Regions from separate parts of the Mus musculus genome. Here all the other regions are linked to region 3. A link is a contact called in public HiChIP or PLAC-seq and capture Hi-C data. All regions are on one chromosome and are shown on one strand. The core of a region is the stretch at or near the end of the contact, and the rest is flanking DNA. Distances in the headings are between cores, read along the strand shown.

Region 1 (2,999 bases), core at 238-2,737, 740 kb after region 3:
GGACAAGCAGTCCCTTTTATAGTGGGCCAGGCCTACCTGACTGATGCCAGGTAATTTGTAGGGAGGAGCACACCTGGCTGTTGCCAGGTAACTGTGGGGTGGAGTTTAGACAGAACGCTAACCGCAGCCTTCCCCCTGAGGGACCAGCCATATGGCGGGTAGTATAGAATAGAGTTTATTAAGATCATGGAGAGGGGAGTTAAGAGGGTAGTAGAGGCAGAGAGAGGCAGAGAGAGAGGGAGGGAGGGAGGGAAGGAGGGAGAGAGAGAGAGAGAGAGAGAGAGAGAGAGAGAGAGAGAGAGAGAGAGAGGAGAAATAAAGGAGTAGAGGCCGGCCATGAGCAGGTAGACAGAGGGGGTAAGGGAATGGGGAAAGGCAGGAACAGGAAGGGAAGAGCAAGGACAAGGGAGGAGCAAGAGAGCAAGGAGTGGGCAAGCAACTCCTTTTATAGTGAGTCAGGCACACGGGGGCTTAGACAGAATTCTAACAGAGGATCTAGTTAGATGTCATTTATTATTTATCAGGACTGGTGACAGAATAAAGGCAGGAGAGCAGCTTTCTTATTGCTATGCTGGCGCCATTTCCCCTGGATCTTTATTTATAAGTTTGATAACTACATCAAATTAGGCAGATCTATTTTTAACTTTTGAAGAGCCTCCAAACTGTTCCCCAGGCCTGGACTAATTTACACTAGTTAATCTCCTCCCTAGCCTTTGTTGCTAATAGCCATTCTAACTGGGGAGGGGCTAATGCATATTTCGTTAGTAGCTAGAAACAGCAGACTCTTCTTACCTATGTTTGTTAGCCATTTGTAGTTTTCTGAAGACATGTCAGTTCAGAACAATCCTCTATTTTACTTGGTTTTTAATTGTGGTTGTTAAGGTCTTTTATTTTCCCCAACCAAAAATTTTTTTTGGATCTTACTGGCTTTCTTTTCAATAAATAAATAAATAAATAAATAAATAAGGTCTTTTATTTTCCCCAACCAAATTTTTTTTGGATCTTACTGGCTTTCTTTTCAATAAATAAATAAATAAATAAAAAAATATGTGAAAACCACCCAGTTACTTATGCCAGATGATTTAGGATTTAAGTGAACAAACTATTGTCCATAAGAAATAGGTGTTACATTTAAAATAAGCCTAGATCTCAATCAGAATCAAAATAGGATGCCTTTATTTTAATAAAAAAAGCAATAAGCTAATGCATGTTAAGTTAGCCTGCCAAGCTCTAGTGTATAAAGGTAGATAACAAAGGCAGTTTACTGCTCAGAACAATAGCACTAGTCTGGAAGAGTATTTGCATTTGAACTCAACGCCCCAGTTCCCATAGAGTTGTTAAGGAGAGTAGCCTGTGGGTGCCCACCCCCAGCTTTGGTGGACACCATCTCTATTTTCCAGCGCTATCAGCGGCTCTGACTGCCTTCCCGAGGGCAACAATGTATCTTCCAAATCTGCACGCGCTCTCTCTCTCTCTAAGCTCCTTGAAAAGATAAGGAACAAAGCACACTCTGTGCGATGGGTGTACCACATACAGAACTGCAGGAGCTCTGCAGAGGATTGTGGGCCTAAAATAAAGCAGCAATTTCTAGGAGAGCTTGGCGGAAGAGTGAGAAGCCCTCCTGGTGACTTCCCAGCGCTGACAGAAAAGAACCTCTTCACCCTCAGGCTGATTAAAAAAAAAAAATGTGTGTAAGCTCTTCTTGTTACTAAAATGCCTCCTCTAAGTCCTCCATTTTTTCTTTCCCAATCCCTCAGTTTCCCAGAACACATTGTAGTTAAGGTCTGGCCATCCTGAGTCCAGATTTGAAATTCAATTGTCTACAAAACAATTTATATAGTAGCAATCAGATTCCCAGGCTATTCCTCTTGGTGCCTCCAAACTCAGTCTCCCTGAAGGCCCTCTTACCCCATAATGTATCTGATTTAGAGAACATTCCATTTCAACTGCATTGCGAATTAAATAACTTTGGCGGGCTAGATGGAGACCATACCACCATTTATGAGGTCTCTGGGGTGAGGAAAATGTGGTTTTATTAATGAATGCATTTAACAAATGTCTTTCTGGACCATGCCTTTTATTAGATTACATTTTTTTTTAATTTAGTAATCCAGTTTCTAGAATGTTATTGGAGGAAGTTTACTTTTGCAACTGTCTGTGAAACATGCCATTATTTTCTATGGCTGCAAAGACAGTATCCGGAGCCAAAAGCCTGGGGAAAAAATAAGCCCAATTTCTAGTGGGGGATTAACATTAAGGGCGAATGTGCCAACATGCTCTGTCCACTTATCATGTATCATCTCCCAAGAGAAGTATGATGTCCAAGAAACAGATTGTCAAAGTAAAAAATAAATAAAAATTTTTAAAAATTAATGACATTTCACAAAACTCCTGCAAAAATAGCAGTGTGTGATGTGCCAGGAAGCCCAGGGAACAATCTCTCGTTGGAAGAGCTGTACCCTTGGGAAGCTTTGCTGAGTATTCTTAGTTTCGTTTCATATTCTGCTCTGTTCCAGGGCCCTTGCTATGCAATAAGATATTTCCATTTGTCATCAAAATGTTCTCTGGGATCTTTTGCTTTCCAGTTTGCTTTTGCTTAATTCCACCCTATTACACACAGCTAAAAAAGAAATTGACTATGTATTTTCATATCTGCATTCCCATTTAGAACATATTGAGCATCTTTATATGTCTTCTGATGACTTATTCTTTGGGGATTTATGCTTTCTTCTGATTGAAGATTATCCAGTTACTTATATTTTCCCATATGGAGAGACAGAAGCAAACTAGCAGAGCTTCGTGTGATCTTTCGGGTTGTGGGAGGGGCCACTGCCATTTCTGTATTCTAACAGATTGCTAACATTTTTTTGCTTATGAAAGTGACAACTTTTTGTACCGTTGCCACCTCTGGCTGTCCTTCATACTTTCTCTGTCTTTAGGATTTTATTATCTCGTGATCTTGGGAAAGGAAATTTCTTGGTTCTGATAGTGATTTCCCC
Region 2 (3,071 bases), core at 25-2,524, 650 kb after region 3:
GGGGGGAGGGGGACCTGAAATAAGTGTAACTGTACTCAATTATAAAGGAAAAATTGCTCTAGTATACCTGGAAGTTGGTATAAAAGGCTTCTTCATATACATATCACTTTCTATTATCTTTAAGGAATCAATAAATGCTTCTTTTTTAAGATTTTTATTTTATTATTTTTATTTTGTGTGTGTGAGTTGGGAATTGAATTTATAAATCCTCTGCTCGCTCCGGTTAGCCCCGCTCAACTCTGCTTGCTGGGATTCGGACATTCGGAAGAGCAGTCAGTGCTCTTACTCCCTGAGGCATCTCATCAGCCCCAATATATGCTTCTTAAAGTATAAGATCAGTTAGCCGGGCGTGGTGGCGCACGCCTTTAATCCCAGCACTCGGGAGGCAGAGGCAGGCAGATTTCTGAGTTTGAGGCCAGCCTGGTCTACAAAGTGAGTTCCAGGACAGCCAGGGCTACACAGAGAAACCTTGTCTCAAAAAAAGAAAAGAAAAAAAGATTAAAAAAAAAAAGTATAAGATTAGTTAGCCCTATGCTTTTTGCCAAAATGAATTATTCCTTGTGGTCTGGCAATCTATTTTCACCTTTACATTTACTTTTAAATGTTTTCTTAACCTGAAAAACCTAACAACTTGTCAATGGTGGATATTTAAGTTAACTTACTTGAATCGCTTTTTCTATATAGTTTTTTTTTAATCTTAAAAGTTCAGCAAACAACCATTCTTTGCAAAACGCATTGAGAAGTAGAAAATTTAAGTAGAAAATTAATCTGTAGTTTCATAAAAAACAAATTTGAGATTTTACTTAAAAGTTGTACCCATCATATGGTTTTGAGTTCTTCTGAGTCGTGTTTCACAAAAACCAGGGTGTCTCCCTTGGGTGGAAATATTTTCAAGTTACTTCCAGTATTGTTGTAGGATTGACTCTCCTAAGATGCCTAAGCAAATGTTTTATGGATAACCAAAAGAACAGACACACACACACACACACACACACACACACACACACACATACACACACCCCACAGCTAATCATTATTTTTTTAATTGGCTAAAAAAAATCTCCAATCAAATCAGGGCAATTCAACATTATTTCAGTATTACTAACGTTGGTCTTTGTGTAACGACTGTGACATCATGACAGTGAAGTATTCATTTTTAAGCTTTAAACATTTTACCTCTATGTATCCAATAGAAATACAATATGTAAATTAACCTATATTATCTGTATGCTGATTGGCTTGACTTCCCCTGAATGTCACAATCTCACCACCCAGCGATGAGGTATTTTACTGCTGTCTCGAGATCGAATTATTACTGTAGAGAGATATTTTTTTCTATTTCATTAACAGATTATTATAAAGCAATAAGCTTGCAGGAAGACAAGCAGACGTTTCACCTTGGGAATTAATGAAAGCGTGCCTGCTAGCTTTTAAGGGGTGAAGAGTGGGTAGTTGTTTAAAATCTTACCCCACCCTCGCAAAAACTCTTTGGAAATGGGAGAATCGAGACGTGGATGATTCTTGGGGCGTTCCTAATCACCAGGTGTCAGACTATGTGGTGTTTGTGGACTGGTGTAAGTTTCCGGTATTCATCATATTCCTGGTATTATTATTTTTTAAATGTCTAATAACAAAAAAAGGGAAAGGGGAAACTCATACACTCCACCGCTTTGACATCAGCAACCTATTGGTCATCCCAGCTTGGAAGAGAAAGGAGAGTCTTGTTGCTTGGGGTGGGATGCGAGGAACAGCCATGTAAAATCTTTGTACTCCTGATCCATTAGTCACGTTCGAGAAGGTAGAATGAGTGTAGATCGGTTTTGCACTTGTCGCCTGAACTTAGCCTCTCCTTCCTTAAACGCAGATCTGCGTGCCTTCAAGAACAGATGACCACTGACAAAGACAAGGCTGCCCCAACCCGCTTCCCTTCTTCCCCCACTGGCAAGATTTTTGACTGTGCTTAATTTTTTTTCTTTCCTTTTTTTTTTTTTTTTTTTTTTTTTTTTAATTTTCATTCTTTCTTTTTCTCTCCCCAGCTAGCGTGCCAAATCAAAGATCAGCAGGGGGAAAAATCATTTGAGAAGAATTCTACAAGGCGCATCCAATGCTTAGCAGGACCACCCTGACAGAGAAAGGAAGACGATGTTTGGGGAAGGCGAGGGTTCGGGGCAGCTGGGGCGGAGGCGGCCGTCCGCGGCACGGTGGCTTCGTGCGCTGCCCTAGGGGAAGAGGATGGGCCTGAGGTCCGGGAAGAGCCTTCCCGAGCCCCCCACTGCCAATGCATGCGGGGAGGGAAAAGTTCCGAAGCTGCCTCGAGGGAACAAAAGCCTGATTTGGGGCCGGCTGAACTGGACAGGACTTTGAAGCAAAGCCAGCCTGCTCCGGAGACAGGCAGGGGTTCCTGCTGGCTCGGCGGAGGCCGGAGCAAGCCTCGCCGCCGCCCTCGCCACCGCGCCGCCGCCGCCGCGGCCCCTGCGTTACTGGGGGAGACGGTGCCGCTGCGACAGGGGAGGACGCGGCTGGAGCTGAAGGAGGCTCCAACGCGCAGGCGCCGCCGAGCCCTGCCTGGATGCTCAGTCAAGGCACTCAGGAAAAAAAAATCAGCAATTTATAGAAAGAAGAAGCTATAGTCTGTCGGGATATCCAACACCAACAGGTAGGAGGATATACTCTCGGTTAAGTTTGGGGGAGGGGGTTGCACCGTGCTGATGAAACTGCAGGTTCATCAGGATACAGCCCTCCCTGAGGGTTTTTTTTTTTTTTTTTTTTTTTTTTTGACAATAAACTGCATAATGGAAGTACATTCAGACAATGCATCTTCTAACGCTTATTGAGAATTCGGTTTCTGGAAACCTTTGCAAAGCTGAGGAATATGAGACTGCGAATCACGGAGAACCCTTCCCTTGCAGCACAGAAGCAATCTCTTCCCATCTTCGAGTATGTAATGCATATCTCTCTCTCTCTCTCTCTCTCTCTCTCTCTCTCTCTCTCTCTCTCTCTCTCTCTCTCTCTCCTTCCCTTCCTCCCTCCCTCTTTCCCTCCCTCCCTTCTTCCCCCTCCCTTCCCCCTCC
Region 3 (3,130 bases), core at 24-2,523:
CCCTCCAACCCCTCCCATATGCCCCTCTTTGTTCTTTTTTCAAACTTATGCTGTAATGCCCCAAAATTAAACTTATGCTGTAATGCCCCAAAATTAACCTATAAACCCCACCTGGCTCAGAACCAGGTAACTCCCTGAAATGTCGGGAATTGTAATACATGGGAAACACCAAAGCCTCACAGGAAAGTATGGTGGCCTAGACGTTTGTCCTTACAAGCCCCTGCAACATGTGGCTCGTTGTTGCCATTCCAGCTAGGAAAGTCTGGGGAGTGATCATGACCAAAGGATACCTCTCGGTCAGCATTTAATATATTCAATACATGATTGCTTTAAAATTGGCTCAAAACGGTGGAGTCAGTTTTTCTGGGAAAGTGCAAGATTAACAGTATCCTTTTTTAAATATATATAACTGTTGTTACACACATATATGTATATAACAAGTAACATTATACAGACTGAGCAGGCTGTAACTATGTGTTTAGGAACAATCAGTTTTTAACATCAAAAGGTTTGTGTTATAGTAAGATCATTAAAGTTTTACATATAAATAATAAGCCTATTATTGTTCAACTTTGACAATTATAAGTGTTGGTATTCCTTCTAGGCTCCATCTAACAGTTACTTGGCAATAGCCAGGTAGTCCTGGCTTGCTATAAAAGAGGCAGTTTGCTTCCTCCTTGCTCTCTCTGCCTCTCTTTCTCTTTCCCCCTTCTCCTCTCTCTGCACATGTTCCTTATCTTCCCTCTCCCTCTCCTTCCCCTCCCCATCCGCCCCCCTCTCTCATCCCTTCTCAACTCCCCTTTCCATGCCCTAAATAAACTCTATTCTACACCATACTTGTGGTACTGCTGGTAACTCAGGAGGCAGTGGTGCCTCAGCATGGGCCCAATGAAGCACTCTTCCCACCTCATCATACCATGCTCTACAAAACATATACTGGTCTTTTTATAAAAGACAACAATAAGAGCAATACATCTTAATTTATTTTACATTACATTTTTAAACTCATTTTCAAAATGAACATAATGTTTCCATATTTATTTGTACTCTCCCTCAGCCCTGAAGCAGGCTGATCCAGACTTTGACCTTGCTGCCACTAAGAAGGAGATTACCTAGGGTGGAGCCTTCTGACCTTGATGGCTCTTTTGTTCTGTCACCTGCCACTGCTCTCTCCAAGACACTGCTACCTGCTGAGAAGCCCCTGAGATATTCCAGAGGAACACCCTGTCCTACAGGTCACCTACTCGCTGGCTCCAGAAACCAAGAATGGACTGTTGGGGGATGGGCCTTCCTCCTTGTAAGCACTCTCTTAGTAAACTGGTGAACCTTGAACAGACTAGCATGTCTTGGTTCCATTATTTCTCGACCCGCCTAGGTTCCCTCTTCTCTTTCAGCTCCAGGTTGCCTCCCAGGCTCAAACCCGGACATGAGAGCCGCAGGCCGGCCCCACCATTTATTCACCATAGTTCAATTTATTCCTTTCTGAATATGTACAAGGCACTGTGTTAGAAGCTGTACTGGATACAATGTCTTTGCTTCCAATATAGTAGGAACAAAACTGTAATAAACAGAATAAATATTTGCTTGACCATGGTACTTCATTTTTTTGCACACATAAGAAGATCTAAACTGTATAGAATGTGAATTTAATATTGAGTAAGTCAACCTCTCAGAGTATCCATTATTTTGCTTGTAAAAATCAGAGAAAAAATGTTATTAGTATCATAAAGTTGTTATGAAAATGAGTGTGATATGAATGTAGCTCATAACCAGCACCCTATGTTAGTCAGTTGTACTTGGAGTGGTCATAAAATAGTTGTGATTTGGATACTGCACCTTTAGTCACCTCTGGTGAAAGACACTCAGTGCCTTAAAGAATTGTATTCAGATGTAAAGAGAGTAGGAATGAAAAGGATTAATGTGGTAAATCCTAAGACTTTGGAAGATACTGAGAGACAATGGAGCAGGGACAAGAAATTCCTACTCTTTAATGAATTGGAGAAAAAATGATTTGTGACTCCACAAAGAGGTGAGAAACACAGAAAGTCAGTGGAAGACTACAGTTATCAGCAAAATGTTAGAGACTAATAAAGATCCAGGGATGGGTTAAGGGGGACCCAGCTTCAAAGGGAATTCCAATGTCCCAAATTCAAAAAGGCAGTCTAAACATACAGAAATGAGCCCAACCTGGAAGATCAAAAGGATTTCTGGTGCTTAGACAAAGGTTGCATTCCTTGGGAACTTGTAAAACTTGTTTACTTCTATCTTCCTTACCTCCAGCATAGGGATATACAACTCTCCAATTTACTTATTCCTCTGGTGCCTATCAGCATATCAAGGTCCACGCTGGCCTCTTAGCTCTCTCACTCCTTACTCACAATACTTCTCAAAGCCTCCATGTCAGTCTTTTGGCCCTTCCATCCCCCGACCTACTCACCCTCCTTAAAACCCTCACTGTATACTTCTAGCCTACTGATCATTTTTCAAGTTTCTCTTTTCTGTAACTTGACACGAGTGAATGCTAGGTGTTTACAGAAATGTGTTGTTTTATTTTTTCTAATATGAAGATTTCAATACAGATGGCAGACAGTGATCATTGTTGATTTCAGTACCTCTGAAACCCGTGACATCACATAGGTGGGAAACCCCCCCCCCCCCCAACACACACACACACCTGTTGCCAAGGCATCAGCCACCATATTCCCAGAATCTACTTGGCTCACCTCAAACCTTCACCTATGATTATGTCATCAGCCATATATAAAGAAAGCCCCCTCCCCCATCTCTCTCTCTCTCTCTCTCTCTCTCTCTCTTCCTGCCTTCTCTTTCTGCTGCCATATTGCACATATCTCTCCCAATAAATCTCATGTGGAACTGTTTGACCTGGTGTGGTCCTTCTGAAGCTGTTCCACAGTCAAGATCATAACATTGGTGCTGAAATCTGGGAATCTTTATACATTGAAGCTGAGGAGCCCAGGCTACCCATTGTTATGGTGAAGCTGTCACTGCAGTGGAGAACCAACATGACATGGACAGCTGGTACCACCATTACAGCCTGCAGGCACTGCTACACCACCATTACCACCTGCAGCCACTGCTACACCACCATCACTACCTGCAGCCACTGCTT

What was found. HiChIP or PLAC-seq counts read pairs in DNA pulled down with a chosen protein or histone mark. Capture Hi-C pulls out chosen DNA fragments and counts their contacts.
Region 1: a capture Hi-C map of embryonic stem cells shows a contact between it and region 3, with 5 times the contacts expected there. The contact joins two enhancer-like sites. A contact is called at or near these places in 1 of 484 Hi-C or Micro-C datasets (uterus), 2 of 115 datasets of contacts at active chromatin or transcription factors (both in embryonic stem cells) and 1 of 9 other capture datasets (embryonic stem cells).
Region 2: an H3K27ac HiChIP or PLAC-seq map of embryonic stem cells shows a contact between it and region 3, with 2.5 times the contacts expected there. The contact joins the promoter of Gpr85 here to the enhancer-like site in region 3. A contact is called at or near these places in 2 of 39 promoter capture datasets (the 3T3-L1 cell line and hippocampal neurons) and 4 of 115 datasets of contacts at active chromatin or transcription factors (embryonic forebrain, embryonic stem cells and forebrain).

What each region holds. Positions count from the first base shown.
Region 1 is chr6:13,746,574-13,749,572 of GRCm38.p6, reverse strand. No RefSeq gene overlaps it. Among named protein-coding and RNA genes, the nearest start is that of Bmt2, 70 kb to the right of the region's middle. Within about 2 kb of position 1,487, at least 27 of the 459 cell types and tissues checked have an H3K27ac peak or open chromatin away from gene starts, as enhancers often do. A contact at or near this core is called in embryonic stem cells, where this site is marked.
Region 2 is chr6:13,838,145-13,841,215 of GRCm38.p6, reverse strand. It overlaps Gpr85 (G protein-coupled receptor 85), which reads left to right and starts at 1,274. Exons shown (of 3, transcript NM_001330667.1): 1 at 1,274-1,574; 2 at 2,037-2,656.
Region 3 is chr6:14,484,929-14,488,058 of GRCm38.p6, reverse strand. No RefSeq gene overlaps it. Among named protein-coding and RNA genes, the nearest start is that of Gm23013, 29 kb to the right of the region's middle. Within about 2 kb of position 1,273, at least 4 of the 459 cell types and tissues checked have an H3K27ac peak or open chromatin away from gene starts, as enhancers often do. A contact at or near this core is called in embryonic stem cells, where this site is marked.